2 separate regions of the Mus musculus genome follow, and region 2 is linked to region 1. Evidence: chromatin contacts called from public Hi-C data. All regions are on one chromosome and are shown on one strand. The core of a region is the stretch at or near the end of the contact, and the rest is flanking DNA. Distances in the headings are between cores, read along the strand shown. Region 1 overlaps Ssbp2 (single-stranded DNA binding protein 2). Region 2 overlaps Ssbp2 (single-stranded DNA binding protein 2).

Region 1 (3,749 bases), core at 118-2,617:
TAGCTCAGAGGATCAGACTTGGTTTGAACTGGGATCTGTCTGTAACTATGGAGAGAACAGTTTTCACGTCACTTTTTTTGCCTTCTAAATTAATGCTTATGTTGTCTGGAAAATTCACTTCTGATGAACACTTTGCTTTCCCAATGATGCTGGTTAAACGAGGTGTTAGTATAATAAGGTGCTAATTGAATGGTGCACAGAGTAAGTGAAAAAGAAATTAAAGAAGGAAAAGTCTGTGTGCTGAAGTCATCAGGGAAACTGCTTGCAGTCGCTGTGGGACTTGGTTCATTCATTCATGCCATGGAAGGTTCTGAATACTGACCTGGTAGGAAATGTAGGGTGCAAATAAAAATAGAAAAAGACAGGTAGAGGATAATTCTTTTTGGAGAAACTAATGGTATTTAAAAATATTGTGTTCATCTGAAAGAAGCAAAGACGCCTAGCATGAGCACAAGAGAGCTTCTATATTGAAGAACAGTAGGGCATTCTTTGGAAGCTCATGAAGGTGATGGGCAGTATTTAAGCTATGTAGCATTTAACTGCTTCTGTGGTTGCCAAGAGTAGTGGCACTGTGGGACTAAATACTATTTTACGAAGCTTGAATTCCAGCAGGGGTGTTCAGCTTTAAATTACAACAGTGGATTATTGCTACGGTCAAAGGGGCAGGTCTAGTTCTGGGCTTGATTCCTCTTTCATCCATGTGTGGACTGGTAGTCCACATGCTGGACTGGTAGTCCACATGCTGGATTGGTAGCCCACATGCTGGATTGAGAGCATTTCTGAGTTTGGACTATTCCACTCTCTGCAGTTTGACTTCTGGAGTGCTTTTTGGCCAGCCTGGGTCTTGTAATTTAGTGGGTGGAAGATGTGGCGTAGGACAAGCCCTTCTTCTAAGTAAGATCTAGTTGTGACCATGAGCATTTGCTCAGGGTTTCTATTGAGCTCCTAGCATGCTGTTAGCTTTAGTAGTATAAGGTCTTGCCTTATTTAACTTGTTTAAAATGTTCTCACCTTGTTTCCATTCTCATTTGCTGCTTCTATTGATTGACATTCATAGAGGTGTTTGATGAGAGATGCCTGTGTATTTAAAAAATGTATGGTGTGGCACACATGTGTCTTTAGTCCTAGCTTTTGGGAGGCAGAGAGGCAGGTGGGTCTCTGTTATGTTTGAGGCCAGCCTGCTCTGTATAGAAAGTTCCAGGGCAGCCAGGGCTGCATATTGAGACCTCATCTCAAAATCAAACAAAATGAAACAAAAACAAAACAAAAAATAAAAAAGTTATGGTGGTGTACATGTTTATATAAATGGTGTCTTGCTAAAGATCTTGTGGTTTTTTTTTTCCTCACAACACCTTAAAATAGCTGATAAGGAAAGTGAAAGCCTTTACACACGTAGAGACTACTCTGAAGGACTTTCATGATTGGTTCTGTAAGCTCCTTGTTTGCAGCTCAGCCAGTTTTCTTCTATATCTTACTAACTGCTCCTGTCCTTGGCAGCCTCTCCTTCACAGACCTACATCTACAAACTTGAAAATTTTGAAGCAGATCTGAGAATTTTTAATGCCCAGTGTGTACATAGTTCATAATTTGTACTTGTTGACTTCTCATCTGGTTCTTTGGAGTGGCCATCTTAGTTGCCTGAAACGTCTATCAATTTGTATATACATTTGAGATAATTTGGGGATGAGACTCATTTGTAAGTATGAAGTTTAATTATTTTTCATATTAAGCATATAACCTAAAAGGTGATTTAAGCAGTAGTTTTAGTGTAGCAGCATTTTGACATTAAGTCATCATATGAAACACATGTGGTATTTTCTGTTAATGGAAATATGTTAGTATATCCCACAGTTTGGGGCACTTCAGATGAATTGTTCTCTCATTTTATTTTATTTTATTTTATTTTATTTTATTTTATTTTATTTTATTTTTATGATGGGTGGTTTGTCTGTCTGTATGTCTGTATACCACATGTCTGTAGTATCAGAGGAGGTCAGAAGAGGGTGTTGGATCAGCTGCGACTGGAGTTATATACAGGGGGTTGTTGGCCATATGGTTGATAGAAATCACACCTTTACCTGCGGAGTCATCTCTCGTCTGCACATTTCATTTTTGGGCTAGGAATACTCAACCTGTATTACTCTGTTTTATAACAGACAGCATCTCTCTTCTTCTTTTCATTGATTCTTGGCATTTAAGAAAATATTTTCATCACATTGTTTGTTTGTTTGATTGATTGATTCATTTATTTATTTTTGTGTGCGTGCACGTATGTGTGTGTGTGATTTCACATGTAACAGCATGTGTGTGAAGGTTAGAGGACCACTCATGGGAGGCAGCTCTCTTCCTTCACCATGTGGGTCCAAGGATTTGGACTCCTCTTTTGTGAGGCTTGGTGTCAGGTGCCTGTGATGGTTAAGTGGGCTGCCTGTTTGGTATTGACCTCTCTTTTTTCAGTCTGGTATTTGCAAGTTGTCTATCATTACTTCAGCTCTCATCTCTGATGACCAGTGAATTTGGGTCTCTTCACATCCTCGTTGTATCTGTTACTGCCTTCCTTGCTGGGTTTCTGTCTAGAAGAGTCCCCTATTCAAACAGCTCACCATGCTCAGACCTCTGCTTCATGTCCTAGCCCAGGAAGAACTGAGCATCCTCTGAAGTGTACTCCAGCTCTTTCTGTGTCCCACGTTATCAGTCATAGCATTTAACACAATAGTATAGTAATGCTTATTTATTTGTTGGCTTCATTTGCTCAAGTTCTTGAAAACAGGGCTCTTACTTCCTGCTTGTTTTGTTCCAGCTGCAAGCCTAGCACGGAGAACAGTAGCTGCTCAGTAAATGTTTACAGAAAGCATTTGTTTTCTTGGCTGTCATCTTCACTTTCTTCCCCTCAGAAGGATATCCATGAATATTAGACATAGCTGTCCTTATTGATATTAAATGTGTACTATAATGTGTTAGTGTCACCTCTGGTGCCCTCCTTTGTTAAGATACTTTTCACAATATACATCAGCACTTCATGGTTTGTTTTTGTGGTCTGTAGAAAACTTTGTAATCTGATATCACAAATCCCCCTACATTTTGATCCATTTGCTTTACAGTTTCATTTTTTATATGTAGGTCTATAATCCCGTGAGAATTTGCCTTTGTATGGGTTGTCAGTTTCTGCTGGAGCATGCTGCAGTTTGTACTGCTGTGCCCTAGAGCACCTCACATAATCAGTTTACCAAGCAACCCTGCATAATCAAGAGGACTTGTAAAAATTTAGTTTTATTTATGTGTATGTATGTGTGTGTATGCATCAGATTCTCCAGAGTGGTAGTCATAGGCAGTTGTGAGTGTGGGTGCTGAAAACTAAACATGGGCCTTGAGAAAGAACAGGAATTTCTGTTAACCACCGAGTCATCCTGCTAGCTTCAGGAAGACTTTGTACTCTCTCTTTGAGAGTGTAGTGAAAGTGGCAGGAAATAGGTATTGGAGGGTTAAATGAAATTGTCAAAGGTATATCTATACTTTGGTAATACTTTTTGGTTTTTTGAGACAGGGTTTCTCTGTATAGCCCTGGCTGTCCTGGAACTCACTCTGTAGACCAGGCTGGCCTCAAACTCAGAAATCTGCCTGCCTCTGCCTCCTGAGTGCTCGGATTAAAGGCATGCGCCACCACGCCTGGCTGGTAATACTTTATTAGAAAAAAAAGGAACTACAACTCATCCCTTCAGTTTCAGAGTCAAACTTCTTATATCTTTTAA
Region 2 (3,499 bases), core at 855-3,354, 150 kb after region 1:
CCTTCTTGGAAAAAGATTAGTATTGAAATACAAATGCCAGGCATTTATTTCCTGCTATTGGTGGAGAGCTGCAGCTCCATAGCTGTCCTCTCTAAGACAGAGACTTTACAGAAGAGCTTCTTCAGTACAAGGGCTGTGGGAGTCGTTTTTAGAATGAATGTGTCTTGGACTCTAAGACAAGGATGATGGAATAAGTAGATGAAAGAAATCCTGCAGGACACCTTGGTTAGGAAGTATGTGTACCGTGGAGATCTTAACAGCATGCACATGTAGAGATCTGTGCAAGTGATCGCCATTGTTGTGATGGTGATGGTGGTGGTGGTTGTCCTCATTGTCATTGTGGTTTAGGGTGACTGATGGAAGACCTGTATTACAGGCAGACATAGCAAAATATAGGTAGAATAACTATTGGTATCCAGGGACGAGCTGCCGCTTGTATGGGCTCCAGTAGAATCTAGCTTTCTACTGTTTCTCTCTGAACTAATGTGAAGAAAGAACTGTAGGATACTAGTTTGGGCCTCTGGAACACTCAACATTAGTCAGGTAAGAAAGGAGCCAACCTAGAGAAGTAGACACTCTTCCAGTGATGTAAATAAAGGAAGCACTGTTTCAGCTCAGGGCCTGTTCACTCTGCAACAGGACATATGGCCAAATAGGCACCGTCAGCACGCTGACAGGATGTGAATTCCAAACGTGTGTGTGTTTGTGCTTCCTGCCGTAGGACTGTGGAGTCTAGACAGGATTGGTGGATCGTTCATTACCAGTCAGAGTTTTTACTTTGTAGAGGAGCAGAAAGGAGGTTAGAGACCCAGGGGACAGCTCGGAAGGAGATGTGTTTTGTGGCATCTTCTTCCCTCTTCCCTCTGCCGCTGTCCCTGCAGAATGAAGAGAACCTGAGCAAGATGCAAAGCCAGTTATAGAACGATGACAGCAGAGAGCAGCCAAAGCATGCAGTTTATATGGAATTTATTTTTCTTTACTTATTCTTAAGCAGGAGATTGATTTTAATGAAAATTATATAATTAGGGAATAGATAGTCGAAACCAGGTTAACTACATTGAATTCCAAAGATCTTTAGAGTTACCTTCTAAATGTCCTTTGAACAATATTTTTCAGAAGTAGTCATTTTGAGATGTAGATGTGTTAGTTTTCATTTCCTCCCAGAGTTCCTTTCAGATTTGAAAACCAGTCTACCTCCATCCACAACAGGCATTTCCAACAGACCCAGAAGCTTAAGACCCTCCCAGGCTGTTCACTTGCAGTTGGTACAGCAGAAGTGTAGGTTTTCTACACTTGGGTCTGTGCCCCATTTCACAGAGGTGACATTCCTGTGTGAGTCTTCTGGGCAAGAGCTGACAGAGGCAGAAGGAGAAATGGACGAGCAATAGTTGATATATGAAGGAACGAATAAGAACTGGAAATTAGAGAATGTTCAAAGACAAAGTCAGCAAAGAAAAGAGAATGTTGATGTTTTATTAGTGGAAAATCCTAAGCACATACTATTTAACATCCTCCTGGGTGCTGGAGGTGTATAACATGGCATACCTTGGCTATAGTCGGGAAACTGAAATTTAGAAACTAAAACATCCAACCATGTGTGAATTAAATTAAAAGTGTCTTTGCTGACATCTACAAGGCTAGATATTATTCTCATTTTATTTCCTAATTCATCTAGTCAGTATAATTTTGGTTTCTAGTTATTTCCATTAATCAGCAAAATAAAATTGTATTTTGACGATTCAAAAAAGGTACTGAATACCAATATTAGACCTTGCAGATACCAACAAAGGTAAAGTCAACGTAAACGTATTGCTTTGTATTCTTCATTATTAGAAAACAGAATAGAGTTCGATTAGTTATATGAGATGTTTGAAAATGGATGATAAAGTTTAACACGTAGAAGAAAAATATTGTTTTAAAATAAACAGTAAAATAGAAAAAAAGGCAAACTAGTAATCAATTTGTGGAAAGATAATGAAGAGAAGGATAATGTACTTCAGGATTAAAAAACCAAAACTGTTGAGCCAGTCCCCCAGTGGTGGGCAACGTTTGTGAGGTGGTGGAGAGACTGCTGCTGGGCGCCCTGTGGAGGTGCAGTTTATGATTTATCTGTACACTGGGAACTATTTATCTACATTATTTGGCATCAGACTTCTAACAGCAAGGCCTAGGAAGGGACCAGGCCTCTTCCCTCACTCTCCATCGAGAGAACTCTGCTTTGTAAAACCTGGAAGATTGATTGAAGAGAGCATGTTACTGGAAGGCTGTTCCTCAGGTGGAACTCTCTCCTCAGGAGGGAAAGACAGACTTCAGTCTCCCTGCAGTTTGCTCAACTCTAAAGGGAGGGCCTTGTAAAGGATGTGAAAGTGAAGTGAACATGGAGAAAGTTAGGTGTGCCAGTGAAGTGAAAGGTCTGGAAAATCTTCAATGAGCAAATTCACACCTAAGTCGGGGATATAAAAGGAACAATGACTGTAGTTCTTTCAGAAACACTCTTATATCCAAGGAAGCTGTTTTGCTTTGTTTTGCTGGTTTTGGTTTTGGTTTGGTTTTGCTGGTTTCGGTTTTGGTTTGGTTTTGCTGTTCCTTTTTTTGTTTTGTTTTGGTTTGGTTTGTTTTTTAGACAGGGCCTCACTATGTAACCCTGGCTGGCCTAGAACTTGGTATGTAGACCAGGGTGGCCCTGATCTCACAAAGATCTGCCTGTCTCTATCTTCTAGATGCTGGCAATAAAGGCATGTGTCACCACACCTGCATATTCAAGAAATTTTATTGCTGTATATTTTTAAACTACATTCTTTACATTAAATTGAAGTATATAAAACCATTTGATATGAATTTGTTCTGAAAGGGCAAGTGTGATGCTCACATTGAAAAATACAAAATAGCAAAAAACATGTCAGGAGAATGTAGTCGTCAAAGTCTCAAATATCTACCAGCAAGTAAGAGTTCCTCTGATGACCAAACAGGGCTAACCTTAGAACACAGTGATGACTTAAGTCAGTTACCAGTGCTCATGTTATGTTTCTCAGAGGAAAACCAAATATCTATCAAATGGAAACGAAAGTTTCTTTTCTTATTCCTGAATTTTTGAAAGTTGTTTTTTTGTTTGTTTGTTTTGTTTTACAGGACTAGATTTCTTAATATAGTAAAGCTATCTTCAACCAGCAATCAGACTATTTAAGTGTTTCGAATTATAATTGATATTGCCAGATAGCTACTACCATCATTTTAAGATTTACTTGAAAATGCCTGTATGTGGGTAGTGTGTGTTGTGCTGTCATAACAGTATATCTAAGAACAGAAATTTAGATAAAACCAAGTCTATGTCATAGCCAGGAGACTGGGAAGTCTGAGGCTGAGCACTGCCACCTAGTGGTAGGACGTTCCTGCTGTGTCTTATTTGAGAAAGGCAGAAGAGCACATAGAACAAACTGCCTCACCCGTTCTTTTAAGACCTGTTAGAAAGGGAGAACTCTTATATCCCCATCACCTCTTA

The links. A called contact is a pair of places that touch in the nucleus more often than the background predicts.
Region 2: a Hi-C map of granulocyte-monocyte progenitors shows a contact between it and region 1, with 4 times the contacts expected there. The contact joins two enhancer-like sites. A contact is called at or near these places in 4 of 15 datasets of contacts at CTCF or cohesin (CD8 T cells, the NIH/3T3 cell line, large pre-B cells and 1 more), 66 of 484 Hi-C or Micro-C datasets (the 3T3-L1 cell line, the 63-12 cell line, the AML12 cell line and 48 more) and 12 of 115 datasets of contacts at active chromatin or transcription factors (the 230-238 cell line, CD8 T cells, the HPC-7 cell line and 8 more).

What each region holds. Positions count from the first base shown.
Region 1 is chr13:91,483,079-91,486,827 of GRCm38.p6, forward strand. All of the region lies in intron 1 of Ssbp2 (single-stranded DNA binding protein 2), which reads left to right. Among named protein-coding and RNA genes, the nearest start is that of Ssbp2, 24 kb to the left of the region's middle. Within about 2 kb of position 1,368, at least 64 of the 459 cell types and tissues checked have an H3K27ac peak or open chromatin away from gene starts, as enhancers often do. A contact at or near this core is called in the 63-12 cell line, B cells, CD8 T cells and 12 more, where this site is marked.
Region 2 is chr13:91,633,652-91,637,150 of GRCm38.p6, forward strand. All of the region lies in intron 4 of Ssbp2 (single-stranded DNA binding protein 2), which reads left to right. Among named protein-coding and RNA genes, the nearest start is that of Gm22778, 88 kb to the right of the region's middle. Within about 2 kb of position 2,105, at least 65 of the 459 cell types and tissues checked have an H3K27ac peak or open chromatin away from gene starts, as enhancers often do. A contact at or near this core is called in the 63-12 cell line, B cells, CD8 T cells and 12 more, where this site is marked.